Regions from separate parts of the Mus musculus genome. Here all the other regions are linked to region 1. A link is a contact called in public HiChIP or PLAC-seq and capture Hi-C data. All regions are on one chromosome and are shown on one strand. Each heading gives the region's core, a stretch centred on a gene start, on an enhancer-like site or on the middle of the called end of the contact. The rest is flanking DNA. Distances are from core to core; before and after follow the strand shown.

Region 1 (2,700 bases), core at 35-2,534:
ATGTGACAGCATCCACCATCAGGGATCAACAGAAGCCAAACCATCAGACTTTGCACTTCTAACTCTGAGACCTAAATAAACATCCTTTCCTTCATAAGTCTGCCTGTCTCTAACATTTCATTATGGCAATAAGAAGTCATTCATACCAGATTGCAATACTTCACATCCCAGAATCAACTGGGCCCAATGGGTACTAAGCATTTAATTTCTGTGCATATAACATCTTCATGCGGTTCACAGTAGTTTGATGTTTTGGTTTTGTTTTTTAAATCTGGTAGTGAGGCTCAAACCCCAGCCCTCCCATCTGCTGGGCAGACACTCACTGAATCACGCCCTCTACTCACACCTGATGTTTTTATATCCAGGCTCATTTCAACCTCACTTCCACATCTAGAGAAGTCCCTGTGCTTCTCCAATTTGTACCTCAGTAACAATAGAATAGCTTGTTAATGCACAAGTCTTAATTACTGTTCCCCTGCTGTAATGAGACACCACGGCCACAGAAACTTTTATAAAGGAAATCATTTAATTGGGGCTGACTTATAATTCCAGGGGTTTAGTCCATTATCATCATGGCAGGAAGCATGGCGGCATGCAGGCAGACATGGTGCTGGAGGAGCTAAGAGTTCTATATCCAGATCGGCAAGCTACAGGGAAAGACGCTAAACTAGGACTGGGCTTTTGAAACTTCAAAGCCTAGTGACACACTTCCTCCGATGAAGCCACACCTCCTAGTCCTTTCAAGTAGTGTCACCCTCTAAGCATTTAAATATATAAACATATGGGAGCCATTACTATTCAAACCACCACAGAAGAGAAACACATCTCTGTGGCCAGCCATCAGGTTTATCCATCCAATACTTAAAAACTTTCACTATGAATAGTTTTAAATACATTATTCATCAAGGCATCTTCTGGCATTTCCTAAGCAGTATTTAATGGCTAGGTGAGATGAAGGGCAGGGAAAGATTTCAGTTACGTTTGTCTTTTCTCTCCGCTAACAGAAAAAGCAAAAGACCGTACATCACAGGGAAGAGACTGTTGTAAGAACAGCACAGTTGGCAGAGAGAGGAAAGGCTCCGGCCCTCCACCGCCAGCATGATGTAGGCAATGATGAGTTGGGTATGAGCCCAAGTGAGGGCTCTATAAAGCAGCCGCAGGGGCCAGGATCTGATACATACGTTGGCAAAAGTGTGAATCAGATAATCGGCTTTCACCATTACAGACCAGCACAGGAAGCCGAACACCTGACCTGGGTGGAGCCCGTGCCACCAGGCAGAGAAGGCAAATGTCTGCAGCAGGGGCCAGCGCCGGCTCTTCCGGAAGACGAGCCTCCTGAGCCACAGAGCTGTGCTTCGGTTCCACTGCCTGGCGAACAGGGAGATCCTGTGGGTAGTTTCCAGGGTCCAAATGTCCACGTCGGGGACGTATCCCTCCTCTCCAGGCCCCTGGCCAGCCTCAGCGCCAAAGCCCGCCGCGTGGAGGAGAGAGTCGTCCAGGATCCAATGGGAGTAATAGGTGAGTTTAAAGAGCCAGGCTGTGGACCACATGAGGTAGATGCACTCCAGCCGCTGGCAGTCATCCAGTCCAGCTCCAGCACTCACCGCGCTCCTCAGCGCCACCTTGAGGCACTCCAGCCCGAGAATCTGCAGACCCCTCCAGGTCAGAGCCCGAAAAGAGATACTCGGATACAAAGAGCTTGATCTTTGAACGCAAGCCTGAAACCTCCGGAAGGAACACAGGGAGCCTCCCAGGAGAGCAGGGAAAAAGAGCAAGTAGCTGAAATGAGGTAGAGCATCCCACAGGTGCTCAGAGAAAGAACTCTTGCTCCTGATGCCCCGCCTCGGGGCCTCCACCTTCCCTTCACAAATGTCCAGTGAGAGGGATGTGACTCTCTGCGTCAAGAGCATGAGGGAAGAAAGAGTGATGTAGAACCTGAAAGACATTTAAATAAACATGTATGTGAAGCCACGCCATATTTATTGTCTCACACTTGTTCTCTCGCCTCCAACCTGCCCACAGATCTCATAGCAAATCACGCTCCACAAACACTCTTAGAATCTTTCAGAACCGTGCATTATTCCAGGGCAAAACCACTAATTATCCCAGGCCGGGTATCACACTCCTTTAATCCCAGCATCTCAGCATGCGGAGGCAAAGGCAGTTGGATCTCTGAGTTCGAGGCTAGCATGGTTTTCAGAGCAAGAACTACACAGTCAGAACTACACAGAGAAAACCTTACCCCAACCCATCTGACTCATATTTATGCTGTCATGTGGTTGCTGGGAATTGAACTCAGGACCTCTGGAAGAGCAGTCAGTGCTCTTAGCCATTGAGCTATCTCTCCACCTCCTGGTTATAATATTTTAGAATAGCTTATAAACGGCTGGAGAGATAGCTCAGTGGGCACTTGAGACTGACAACCACAGTTCAATTCCCAGGTCCCACGTGGTTAAAAAAAAAAAGAAAGAAAGAAAAGAAAAGAAAATGAAAATGAAAAAAACCACCTAACTCCCAAAAGTTGCTCTCTGAACTCCATAGGAGTACTGTGTTGTGTACAACAAATCAATCATAAATAAATTAATTAAAAATGTTCCTTTAAAAAGAGAACGGCTTACAAATATTAGGATCAGACCTGGTGTGGTGACACATACTACATTCAAGAGGCTGGGTCAGGAGGAGAGTGAGTTGGTTTGCCTA
Region 2 (2,700 bases), core at 88-2,587, 600 kb before region 1:
CTAAGGATATCAAAGAATAAATGAGGAATATATGAATAACACTTTGCACAAAAAATTAATGATCTACAGAAAAGGACCAATTCCTTGGAAAAATGTAATTCAATCAAACTCCCACGGGGAGGATCATATAATGGAATAGGTCTATATCTGTTACCGAAACTAAATCAGTAACTAATTACCCTCCACAACAGAAAGAACCAGCTTTAACTGGCTTTAATGGTGAAGTGTGGCAAACAGTAAAGAAAGACTAGATCCCATTGGTTGCTTGCATTTGGTTTGAGACAAGGGCTCGCGATGTTGCCCGCCTGACTCGGAACTCGTAATCTCAAGCAATCATCCTGACTCTCTCAAATCCTGACACTAAACATAAATGAGCCATCCAGAGTCCTCTTTTAAAAAACAAAATGAAACTACAAAGTTCCACTGGCCAGAGCTGAGGTTGAAATGGAGCTCATGAGGGAAGGCTGTGAGAGTTGGATCTCATTATTTAAAAGTTGTGTGTGTCTGAGTGTGTATAGTATGTGTGAGTACGTGTATGTGAGTGTGTGAGAGTGTGGATGTGTGTGTGTGTGTGAGAGTGTGGATATGTGTGTGTGTGAGTGTGTGTGTGTGTGTGTGTGTGTGTGTGTGTGAGTGTGTGAGTGTGTGGATGTGTGTTTTTGTCTAGATAGACAGCTAAGCAGTTAAAGGCCTATCCAAGAACACTTGGATAGGACCTGAATTCAGTCCCCAGAACCCACACGGCTTACAAGCATCTATAACTCCAGTCGCAGGAGATCCAATGTTCTCTTCTGGCTTCCATGGGCATCAGACACACACCTGATGTAGCTGCACGCATGCAGGCAAAACATTCATACATATAATCAATCTAAAAAACCAAACCAATCTAAAAACAAACCTTTAACTTTTAAGTAACTAATCATCATGAACTTTTGGCACTACATTTTTTTAAAGCTTTTTTTTTTTTTCCCAAGACAGGGTCTCACTATGTAGCCCTGGCTGTCCTGGAACTCGATCTGTAGACCAGGCTGACCTTGAACTCACAGAACTCTGCCTCCCCAAGTGCTGGGATTAAAGGGATGTGCCTCAACTGCTTGGCTTAGATTTTATTTTTAAGCATTGCACTAATATGTGTTGCGATAATAAGGGTATTTATTTATTTATCTTGTCATTCTCAAATTTTGTTCCCAAGGCATGTGTCTCACTATGGTCCCACTCTCGTGGGGAGAAGAGGCAAGAAAGGAATAATTGCAAATGCTCTGTAAGTGTGACCGGATGTGGTGGGGGTTTCCCTTTTGTTTTTCCAGTGGTGATGGTTTGCATTTGGATGCACACAAAGACCGGGTGCTAAGCAATGGCTAATGTGAAGGGGATGGGGAATACGGCCTGGAGGAGAATCAACAGAAAGAAGGGTCACCCTGAACGGACTGGCTTCCGGCAAGCTCACATCCCAGTAAGATCTTACTGTGTGACATGAAGACGAAATTGACATCTGGCAAAGCACACTTGTACTTTTTGATTGACTAGTTTGTACAGTCTTTATTGTTTCTTAGTGCGTTAAATCCATTGTTAGGCTCTTTTAAAAAGACCGTAATAGATGCACTGATTCCGCTCAGCATATTGCTTAGGCTAGATCAATAAAACACATGGGAGGCTTAATCTTCCCAAGACCACTGCTCGCCAAAGCATAATCAGAAAATCCTTCCTCTTGTCTAAAAATTCATTTAAGAAGTGGTTTCCAATTTTGCTAGGAAAATCAGCACCTTCCCCCAAAGTCCAAATATAGCAGACTCTAGGTTGGATAACAGATATTCGTTCTTTCCTTAAACATAATTTCCTTTCTAAGTCTTGATTTTTTTTTTTGATTAAAATAGTTTCAGGAAATGCAATACACACACACACAAGTACAGCTGCTGTTCCGATTTGTTAGAACATGTGATTGACTATCAATAATTACATCATTTATAGAAAGCCCTTGATCGTATAGATTTCATTACTATATGTAATTTGGGGTCAGTGATCTGTAAATAATAAAATGTTTAAAAATTATTTTTCTAATACCTGTGATGGAATTCTTGAAGTTCAATGAACTCGATACACATACCGATACACAAAGTTTTGGCCAAAAGGTAAGCATAGTTTGAAAAATGAAAATTGTCAAAGGAGCTAGATATCCTGAAGGGTCAGTCAGGTATGGTGGTGAATACATGCAATCCCTGTGCCTGGAAGGCGGAAGTAGGGAGATCAGAAGGTCAAGATTATCTTAGGCTGTAAGAAAGATTTGGGCCATCTGGCAACAGGAGACTCAAAAACCAACCAACCGACCAACCAACCAACCAAGAACGTTCTGAGCATCATCATACGGAACCATTATGAAGGGAGAAAGACTCTGGACGTTGTAGATCCAGAAGCCAGTCTCTTCAGGACTGTTTTTGCTGTGTTTCGCTTCCATAGTGTTTCTCCTCATGGGGAAGGGGCAGGGGAGCCTCCCTGTGTCGGGTTTCAGGTGCCTGGCCTCTGTGGGCTCACAGCCGTGTGGGTTGAGCAGATAAATACGTTTACATTCAAGCAGTGAGTTCTCAACCATGAACAGCAACCCCTTGGGATCAAACGACCCTTTCACAGGGATGGCCCAAGACCATCGGGAATTTCCCATATTTACGCGTTATGATTCAGAGCTAGCAAATTGCAGTTATGAAG
Region 3 (2,700 bases), core at 53-2,552, 780 kb before region 1:
AATGAGAGTGGACGCGACACGCAATCCTCTTGAGTGCCGTCATCTCAGATTTGTGTGGTCCTGCTTGCTGGTCATAAGGCTTTATAGAAAATTGTCAGATCCTCGAAGGCATTAACAGCTCATTCCTAGTCTCATAGGAAGTCCTGGGTCCCTTTCTATTCTCTTGTAGTTGTTTAACCATGGCACCGGTGCCACCGCCACCCTCAGGTACTGTGTCAGGGAGTCAAATACCATGCTGACACAATAATGCTGTAATTTGAATTAACAAGATTTGGAACCAAGAAGCCTCCTGAAAGAGGCAAGGGCCATTAGTCTCAATTTTTTTCTTGAGATCTTTATGTGATACTTTTTTAGAAAAAAAAACCAAAACTGTTAAAGCTAATCTATGGTTTAAACAAAAGTGAAAGTAAAGATATTTTTGAGCAAATTGGTTCAAAAATATGAAGTAGAAGAATTTAAGTATATTCAAAAATAAAAAGTATATTAAGATTTATAAGGACAATGACATTGTATATAATGAAAAATATAAGAAAATTTTAAGGGATTTACAAAATGCCTTACCAAAAAAAATGGCTATACCCACATAGCGAAAATCAGCATCCAGCATATAGGGAAGAGAACATTCTATGCTCTTGTATATAGCATCTTTTAAATTTTATTTTTATTATTATGTTTGGGGGGATGCCCACGCACACAAATGGATGCAAATGGGCCACAGGTATGTCACGGTACTCTTGCTGGAATTAGCAGTGATTGACAGCTAAACTGGCTATCGTAATAGCGGAGGCAAGCTATCATGCCAAATTTTAAGAAATTATGTCCAACCAATTGGCAGAAATAAGCTTTGAGAAATAAGTAGCATCTTTTAAATTTCATTTTTATTATTAGATGTTTATTAAGCTGGTATGTGGTGGTGGTGGGGTGCCCTTGCACACTAATGGATTCAAATGTACTATAAGTATGCCAAGGTGCTCTTGACATAGGCAAGCATTATTCTTCTCCTTTCAGACCTAAACAATTTCATGTAGCATCAGCTTCAAGTTGAGGCATTTGGGGGAAAAATTATCAAAGACTAAAACAAGAAAACAAGATAACAACATTGCTGACACAGAGGCAAGCAGAGTGTGTTTAGTTCACTCTAACATCCCTCTCCCTTCCTCGGCCAGTTTGTGTATGACAGCTGCCTTTGACCTACTCATGGGCGTGTCCCTGTTTTGTAATTGCAGCCAACTTAGAACAGACCTCTTCCTCTTTAGACTCTTTCCTCAGATCCTCAGCCAGTGCCCAAGTGCTCAAGCTGCTGTCTCTCACACCCTCTACTTGGATATGGGACTGCTTACTCACAGGCACCGCGCGCGCGCACTCTCACTGCAGTAGTCAGCCTGGTTTGTTCAACTTCTGATACAGCCTCAGTGCTATTTGCTGGTGGGACACTAAGAGGTGTTTCTCAGGATGCACATTCTTCCTTTAGTGTTGAATATTTTGTTGATTTTGTTTGTGGGGTTTGGTAGATAGGTACAAAACACCAGTTTTTCTTCAATTCAGCATGCTAGCACTGGAGTGAGTATTAGATTGGTGCAGGTACAAGGATGGAGAGACCTGTCGGTGCTGTCCTCTTAAGGCGTGTTTTCATGTACTAACAAAAGCAAGTCTGCTCTATTCATCAGCCTCCTCCCTTAGTACCAGATTATAGCAAAAGACATGTGAGTTCTGGACAGTTTATTTTACATGGCGTGTGGACTTCTACTTACCTCAAAAGAAAGCTACATTCTTGGAATATATTCACAAGAACTGTAGTGCCTGGTGTGTGCCCAACACAATAGGTGTGGCTTTAAGATACCCCGCCCCCTACCCCCCAGAATGCTTTTCTTTCTTTCTTTTTCTGCTAGTTTCTTAAAAGAGAGAAACAGATAAACTTGGTTTTGTAACTCAATTGTAATGATTGTAGCACACGCACTATCCCTCTCTTCCCTTCTGGTTGGGACGGTAGGTTGTGTGCCCGTCCCAAAGGAACTGAGTTCTGTTAGTTCCATCATCTGCCCTCGGATAGACCTGTCTCCAGACCTGATGGCTTCTCACTTTAGTCTCCATCAGTAGAAACTATAGACTTATACAAAGCAGAGAAACACACTGAGGATGCCAAGGAAATAATTGAATCCTGAGTTTAAAATTTTCACTCTTTCAAACAAAATTTTTACTTAAATCTATTAAAGTCATCAAGATGATAAAACATGAGGCTGCCAAGGATCCCAAAATAGCCTGCCTGGGGTTTTATACCAATTACAGAGCTCTTAGGTAGGCAGTCTTTGTCACCATTCTTAGATAACTCTATGCAGAAGCCATTATACAAATGACTGCGTCTATCAATTGGGTTACATTTACTCAAATGAATGGATAATATCTATTGCTAACAGAATGAGAGATTGGGTGAGAATCATTTTCAGTCTCTGGCTTAGTGCATTCTCTAAAATGTATGGCTGTTTAAAATGTAAATTTATTTCAAATAGTTTTCTATCTTTGTCACATTAGATTTCCTATATATATCTAATTCAAATTTTGTGTCTAAATTTATTTGGGTTAGAGACATATGCTTTGAAAGGGTACAAGATGAACCAGAATATTGCCCCTTATAAATATAATCAATCACGAACTATCTGGCTGTATAATTTGTCACTGTCTAAAAGATAAAAAGCCTAATAC
Region 4 (2,700 bases), core at 117-2,616, 630 kb before region 1:
TGTAGCTGTCTTTAGACACACCAGAAGAGGGTGTCAGATCTCATTACAGATGGTTGTGAACCACCATGTGGTTGCTGGGATTTGAACTCAGGACCTTCGGAAGAGCAGTCCGTGCTCTTAACTCCATCTCTCCAGCCCCACAACCGAGGCATCTTATAAAAGAAAATGTTTAACTGGGCTCATGGTTTCACAAGGTAAGAAGCCATGATGGCAGAGCAAAGGCATGGTACTGGGAGAAGCTGGAAGCTCACATCTGGATCCACAAGCAGGAGACACACACAGAGCACACTGGGAATAATAGTTCAAGTCATTTGAAACCTCAAAGCCCACCACCACTGATACATCTGCTCTGAGGGGGATCCTGCAGGTATCCATGCAGGCAGTGATCTTTGAAGAGATGAGAATGAAAACCCAGTTGAGATTGATTAGACTTCGGGGAGTCTAATGCCAGGCTGCTCATTGTCAGCATATTTAAACGGCAGTACAATTTGGGGGAAAGTTCCCATTCCCGGTGCACAATAAAGCTGAATGTGTGGCTACACAGAGACTCCTTTACAAAGTACATGTGACCATGAAAGTGAGATTTATAGCTAGTAGGCTTAGAAGCTAGCATGATCTCTTGACTCAATAGCATAAAGATCAGCAGGCTACAAAATATTATGGCATGTCTACAAAGTATGGGTTTAACTGGGAGCTAAGGAGGGACAGAGAGTCTGGGGTAGACATTCTTGGTGACTTAGGTGAGATCTGCCTCTAGAGCAAAAGGCGGGTGAGGTCTGCCTCCACAGATACCAAAAAGGTCACCAGGTCCTTAACAAAATCCACTTCCAGACTTCAGGGTGGGAAAACCGGTATCCTGTCTTCTTCACATCACCTAATCCATCTCAAGCAATTCCATCTACTGGGCAGTGCCTCTTCAAACATGTGACCTTTGGAGGCCATTCTCATTCAAAGCACCACATCTTGCTTTTGCAGTTGAGACATGTATCATTAGTTTAAAAAATTTGAACAAAATCTCATTCCTCTTTGATGCTCCCACTGTGGCTGGTCTGTGGATCTTTCAACTTTGTTTGTGTGTGTATGTGTGTGTGTGTGTGTGTGTGTGTCTGTGTGACACACACACACAAAGAGAGAGAGAGAGAGAGAGAGAGAGAGAGAGAGAGAGAGAGAGAGAGAGAGAGAGCGCTTGTATGTATGTGTCAGACTTGTTAAGATTTTGAACAAAGCTTATGCTGTCACAGTGGAAGTCATTTAAAAACTGAAAAATGACACAACTTGACATACCCCATTGGCAATTCCTTGCTAGCCTCATTTATGTAGACTCCAGCTTCCTGTCTCCAGTGGTGTCTTACAGCGGTGAGTCAGTATGTCCTGTGGTGTAGACAGTCTATCCTGTCTAACCTTAGCCCTATCAACTTCTTTGCCTTCTGGAGGAAGTCTTAGGAAGAAGATGAATCTTTCAGAGTTGCTTAGCAGTCTGAGCCCCTTCTGTGGATGGTTCTTGGATCCTGGTTCTGTTACTTCTGTCATCCAGTTCCTGATTTCTGGGATGACCTTCAAGGTCACCTCCACTCTGCCTAGCTGGAAGGAGAGGGTGAGAGAAGTCATGGAAGAGGGCTGCATGCCAGGCTTCTGTGCAGCCAACTTAAAGGAGATCCGAGAGCCTTTGGCACAGACTCTCCTCACCACGGTTCCAGTACCTGGCCATCAAAGCACAAGGGAGCTGGAGACACTGGTTGGGCATCTGCTCCTAGCAGTCTCTCTCCACTTCGGCAAAGGATATGGGTCTTCACTGAGCCCCTAACTGCCTTCTTCTTAGAATCATGATCATCATGCCCTATCTAGTTTAACAGTGGCCTCTTCTTGAGGACATCAATATGTTATATTGCATGGAGATATTAAAGCCCAAGTTACAGTCGTTTAGGAGATTCCAGTGTTGGGATTCAAATTTGGTCAGTCTGATTCTAAAGTCAAGTAATCTCAGTTTTTTATGTCACACAGCTACGGTAAGGTTGGCATGTTTGAGTCACCAGTGACCAAAATGAAACCCAAGGATGTGCACCTGACGTTCCTCTTTGTTTTTCTCAGTTTCTTTTACAACAGCACTAAAGAAAAGGCCCAAGGTTCTAAGTAGTTTTGACAATTGTCACATCATCCTTAGCCACTTCCGTCTCAATTATCTAGAATCCAGCCTAGGTAGCTTCATTTATTTTCAAGATCCAATGACCATTCATTTTAATATAACTCTCTCACACATTTATTTTCAAACCCAAAATGTTATCTCAGCATTAACTGCTGGTTTTAATTCAGTCCTCCATAAGCATTCCCAATCCAACATACCCCCAAAACAAAGGCATTGACCTTATATCCCTGAGACCTATGCCTTCAGGTAGGCTTGCCAACAGCTCACCAGCTTTGATTAGCTTCTCAAGGGGTGGATGCTTGGCTTCTCTCTCCCCCTCCCTCCTCTTTCTTTTTCTCCCCCCCCCCACCAGTACTGGGGTCTGCAGCCAGGGCCTCATGAGTGCTAGACAATGTATTACCACCAAGCTGTATTCCTTCACTCAGACTTTTGTTTTTCCATTGCTGCTAACTTCTTAAAGATGAAGTCCACAGCTACTTTGCATGTTTTCTAGACAGGCCAAATGTCACCACTCTTGCCTATAGGGCCCAGGGACTTTTTTGAGATGGTGATGATCA
Region 5 (2,700 bases), core at 15-2,514, 800 kb before region 1:
TCCTGACTCTGAACTGATCTGGCTAAATAAGTAGAAATTGAGTAGGGAATTCACAAATCATAGCTCATATGGAATACAATTGAGAATTTGGCCCTTTCTGTGTTATAACTATCCTTTCTGTCAGCTGCTGTAGTTTTTGTAGCCTGCCTACTTGGAAAGGAGATAGGAAGAATGTCTATCAGTAGAAAAATCAGTAGACTGGGAAGAGTCTAGATGTAGTGGTTTAAGGTTGGCTCATATCTCAGTTGGTTAAAGACAGTAGAAGTTATTTATGACTCTTGAGGTTGAGGCAAGAGGATCATGTATTGGAGGCCAACTAGGCTATATATTGAGGCCATGTCTCAATAAATAAGTGAAATAAAGTAAGGAGGTTTGAATGGCCATGGTACTCATTAATTTACATTCTGGGATATTCATATGTCGTGTCCCCCCCCCCCCATACCGTTCTTTGTATCGTGTTTGCATATTCTGAGAGGCTTGTGGTGTTTGCATTGACCATACAGCATGAATTCCCAGTTACATTTTATGCCAATAGTTAAATTACCTTTGATGGTTCCAAACTTGAAAAGTACATTTTGAGGCATCCCAGTTGACACCCCTGAAGTACCATGTGGCCTTTCTGACGTTTGCCACTGTCACCTTTACTTGTTGTACATATCATTCTTGCCTTACTAGAATGTAGTGTCAAGAGTACCATGACATGCCCACATGACTTTTATAGTCACGGCCTGCTCTGCTGTCTCAACTGTGTGTACAAAACATGTCTGCTAGTCGAAGGCCGTTGAGGCTGTCCATAGCTCAGCTGCTGTGAGAAGTGCTGCGGTGAAGCTCATGTGCGAGTGGCTGGGACGGAGCGCAGATGACGCCCAGCAGTGTAGCAGCAGTTGGGTGTGGAGGGCTGACCTTTAGATTTGGAGGAACCTGTCCTGAAGGGTCTGCGGTTTAAACTCTGCTTTGATATTCTGAGTAGCCAGTAGGCAACGGTATTGTCAGCCGTGAAGCTCGGCCTCTGAACTGTTTTCTCCCTTCATTTACTCCTTTCTGCAGTGGGAAAAACAGGTTTAGACCCCTGTCACTTTAATGCAGATATCTTTACATCTAAACTTCATGGAGTTAATTTTTTGTTTTACTTCTAATAAACTTGTGATGGTTAAGTATTTTCTAATCCGGATTTTGCTAGCAGCAGTTGCTTCTTTCCTGTTACAACATTGTTCTCCGTGATGTGCCTTTGTTCAGGTCACAGAGAGAGCTAGGAGTGACCACAAAATGTCTGAAAGCCACACATTTCAGGCAGGACAGTTACTTTTGAGACCGCCTAAACCAGAATACAACTGGGAGTAAACAACCATTTCTCTTTCAGAGTAGACCATTATAAGTACAGTCCTGTTCGAAGGATTGAGGATTTAAGTTCCTTTTGAGGGGAACAGTCAGGCTTTCAATACTTTGCCTCTACCACTTATTAAAAATTGCTGAATCAAAGTTTTCATTATGTAACTGTCATATCCTGCTAAGTAAAAATGTTTTCACCTCCATTTAAAGCAGGATCTGGTGTTCAGTCCCAAGTATGAATAACAGGCAGCGCTTTTCATGGTCGCTATTTCTTTGCACATGATCACTCAGCAATTAAGCCACCTTTCTTTGATTCTTGAGTCTGCTTTATGATTGAGATGCCTTATAAACTAATTGGAAATTTCCAGGATGAACCAATGTGAAATTTCCTTCTGGAATTAAAAACAAAGTTTCTGCAAAAGCTGATCATTTTGATTGCATAGTCAGGGTTCTGAGGAGGAATTTACATATATACAGGGGATTTAGTAGAGTGCCTGACAGACTTTGGTCCGACTAGTCCAACAGTGGCTGTCTCTCTATAGAAGGTCCCAAGAGTCATCCAGTTCGTGAGGCTGAGTGTCTCAACAGAAGATGCATGAACTTGCCAGTGAGACTTGTACTTGCTCTCCTTGAGCAAACCCTTCCTTTCCATGTCCTTCCAGTGGGCTGCTACAAGAAGGTTGGCCCAGGTGGGTGTTCTGAGCCTACCTCAAAGGATCCAGTTAACCAAGAGTCCCTCCCAGGCGAGCCCAGCCTCTTGCTTTTGAAGTGAATTCCAGATGTATTCAAGTTGACTGCCAATAATAGCCTTCAGGAAGATAAAGTAACAGTAACTTGATGTTGTGTTGCTATTTTATTCTTTAACTTTTGAGTCACTTTAGACTCAAAATAACATTGCTACATTCAGGAAGTAAGTGATACACAGCAGCCCCTCCCCACCAGGATACACCGGACTTGTGCTTAGACTCCTAGTGGATGCCTGAAACCTTCGGTATTGTTGCGTCCTTTCTCAGTACTTTCCTGTACATATGTATGCCTAGAGGAGACTGTATCTAAGTAATTGGCACTGCAGTCAAATCTGTGCGTGGTGTCCCAGATGAGCAGTAGCATCTAGCTGTAAGAACTACTCTGCTGTAGCAGAAGTGACTGTAAGCAGCTCTAGGCTTTCCTCTCCTGGACGTGCAGCAGCATGACTGCCCTGGGCTACTTTCCTCTTCCTTGGAGTTTCAGCGACAGACTTGTCCTCCCAGGGATGGGAACTCAGTTTTTTTAAGTTGAGAACTTTTGTCTTCGCCTTTAAAGAAAGCATGCTATGCTAAGCTGCTTTTTGACATGTTTGAATCACAAACATGTATCATTTGACCAGCAACC

The links. HiChIP or PLAC-seq counts read pairs in DNA pulled down with a chosen protein or histone mark. Capture Hi-C pulls out chosen DNA fragments and counts their contacts.
Region 2: a contact with region 1 is called in a capture Hi-C map of embryonic stem cells, with 3 times the contacts expected there. The contact joins two enhancer-like sites. A contact is called at or near these places in 1 of 39 promoter capture datasets (the 3T3-L1 cell line), 3 of 115 datasets of contacts at active chromatin or transcription factors (embryonic stem cells, large pre-B cells and regulatory T cells) and 1 of 9 other capture datasets (embryonic stem cells).
Region 3: a contact with region 1 is called in an H3K4me3 HiChIP or PLAC-seq map of bone marrow-derived macrophages, with 4 times the contacts expected there. The contact joins two enhancer-like sites. A contact is called at or near these places in 6 of 39 promoter capture datasets (the 3T3-L1 cell line, the C10 cell line, HPC-7-derived erythroid cells and 3 more), 1 of 115 datasets of contacts at active chromatin or transcription factors (bone marrow-derived macrophages) and 1 of 9 other capture datasets (liver).
Region 4: a Foxp3 HiChIP or PLAC-seq map of regulatory T cells shows a contact between it and region 1, with 13 times the contacts expected there. The contact joins two enhancer-like sites. A contact is called at or near these places in 4 of 115 datasets of contacts at active chromatin or transcription factors (CD8 T cells, embryonic stem cells and regulatory T cells).
Region 5: an H3K27ac HiChIP or PLAC-seq map of embryonic stem cells shows a contact between it and region 1, with 2.8 times the contacts expected there. The contact joins two enhancer-like sites. A contact is called at or near these places in 4 of 39 promoter capture datasets (the C10 cell line, HPC-7-derived erythroid cells, hippocampal neurons and 1 more) and 2 of 115 datasets of contacts at active chromatin or transcription factors (bone marrow-derived macrophages and embryonic stem cells).

What each region holds. Positions count from the first base shown.
Region 1 is chr8:34,122,990-34,125,689 of GRCm38.p6, reverse strand. Mboat4 (membrane bound O-acyltransferase domain containing 4) reads right to left here. Exons shown (of 3, transcript NM_001126314.2): 3 at 505-1,935. The coding sequence ends at 972. Among named protein-coding and RNA genes, the nearest start is that of Gm39158, 3.5 kb to the right of the region's middle. Within about 2 kb of position 1,284, at least 108 of the 459 cell types and tissues checked have an H3K27ac peak or open chromatin away from gene starts, as enhancers often do. A contact at or near this core is called in CD8 T cells, bone marrow-derived macrophages, embryonic stem cells and 1 more, where this site is marked.
Region 2 is chr8:34,726,533-34,729,232 of GRCm38.p6, reverse strand. No RefSeq gene overlaps it. Among named protein-coding and RNA genes, the nearest start is that of Gm46069, 38 kb to the right of the region's middle. Within about 2 kb of position 1,337, at least 7 of the 459 cell types and tissues checked have an H3K27ac peak or open chromatin away from gene starts, as enhancers often do. A contact at or near this core is called in embryonic stem cells, where this site is marked.
Region 3 is chr8:34,902,828-34,905,527 of GRCm38.p6, reverse strand. All of the region lies in intron 3 of Tnks (tankyrase, TRF1-interacting ankyrin-related ADP-ribose polymerase), which reads left to right. Among named protein-coding and RNA genes, the nearest start is that of Tnks, 62 kb to the left of the region's middle. Within about 2 kb of position 1,302, at least 79 of the 459 cell types and tissues checked have an H3K27ac peak or open chromatin away from gene starts, as enhancers often do. A contact at or near this core is called in bone marrow-derived macrophages, where this site is marked.
Region 4 is chr8:34,755,752-34,758,451 of GRCm38.p6, reverse strand. No RefSeq gene overlaps it. Among named protein-coding and RNA genes, the nearest start is that of Dusp4, 51 kb to the left of the region's middle. Within about 2 kb of position 1,366, at least 27 of the 459 cell types and tissues checked have an H3K27ac peak or open chromatin away from gene starts, as enhancers often do. A contact at or near this core is called in CD8 T cells and regulatory T cells, where this site is marked.
Region 5 is chr8:34,920,890-34,923,589 of GRCm38.p6, reverse strand. The region is part of intron 2 of Tnks (tankyrase, TRF1-interacting ankyrin-related ADP-ribose polymerase); the gene reads left to right. Among named protein-coding and RNA genes, the nearest start is that of Tnks, 43 kb to the left of the region's middle. Within about 2 kb of position 1,264, at least 34 of the 459 cell types and tissues checked have an H3K27ac peak or open chromatin away from gene starts, as enhancers often do. A contact at or near this core is called in embryonic stem cells, where this site is marked.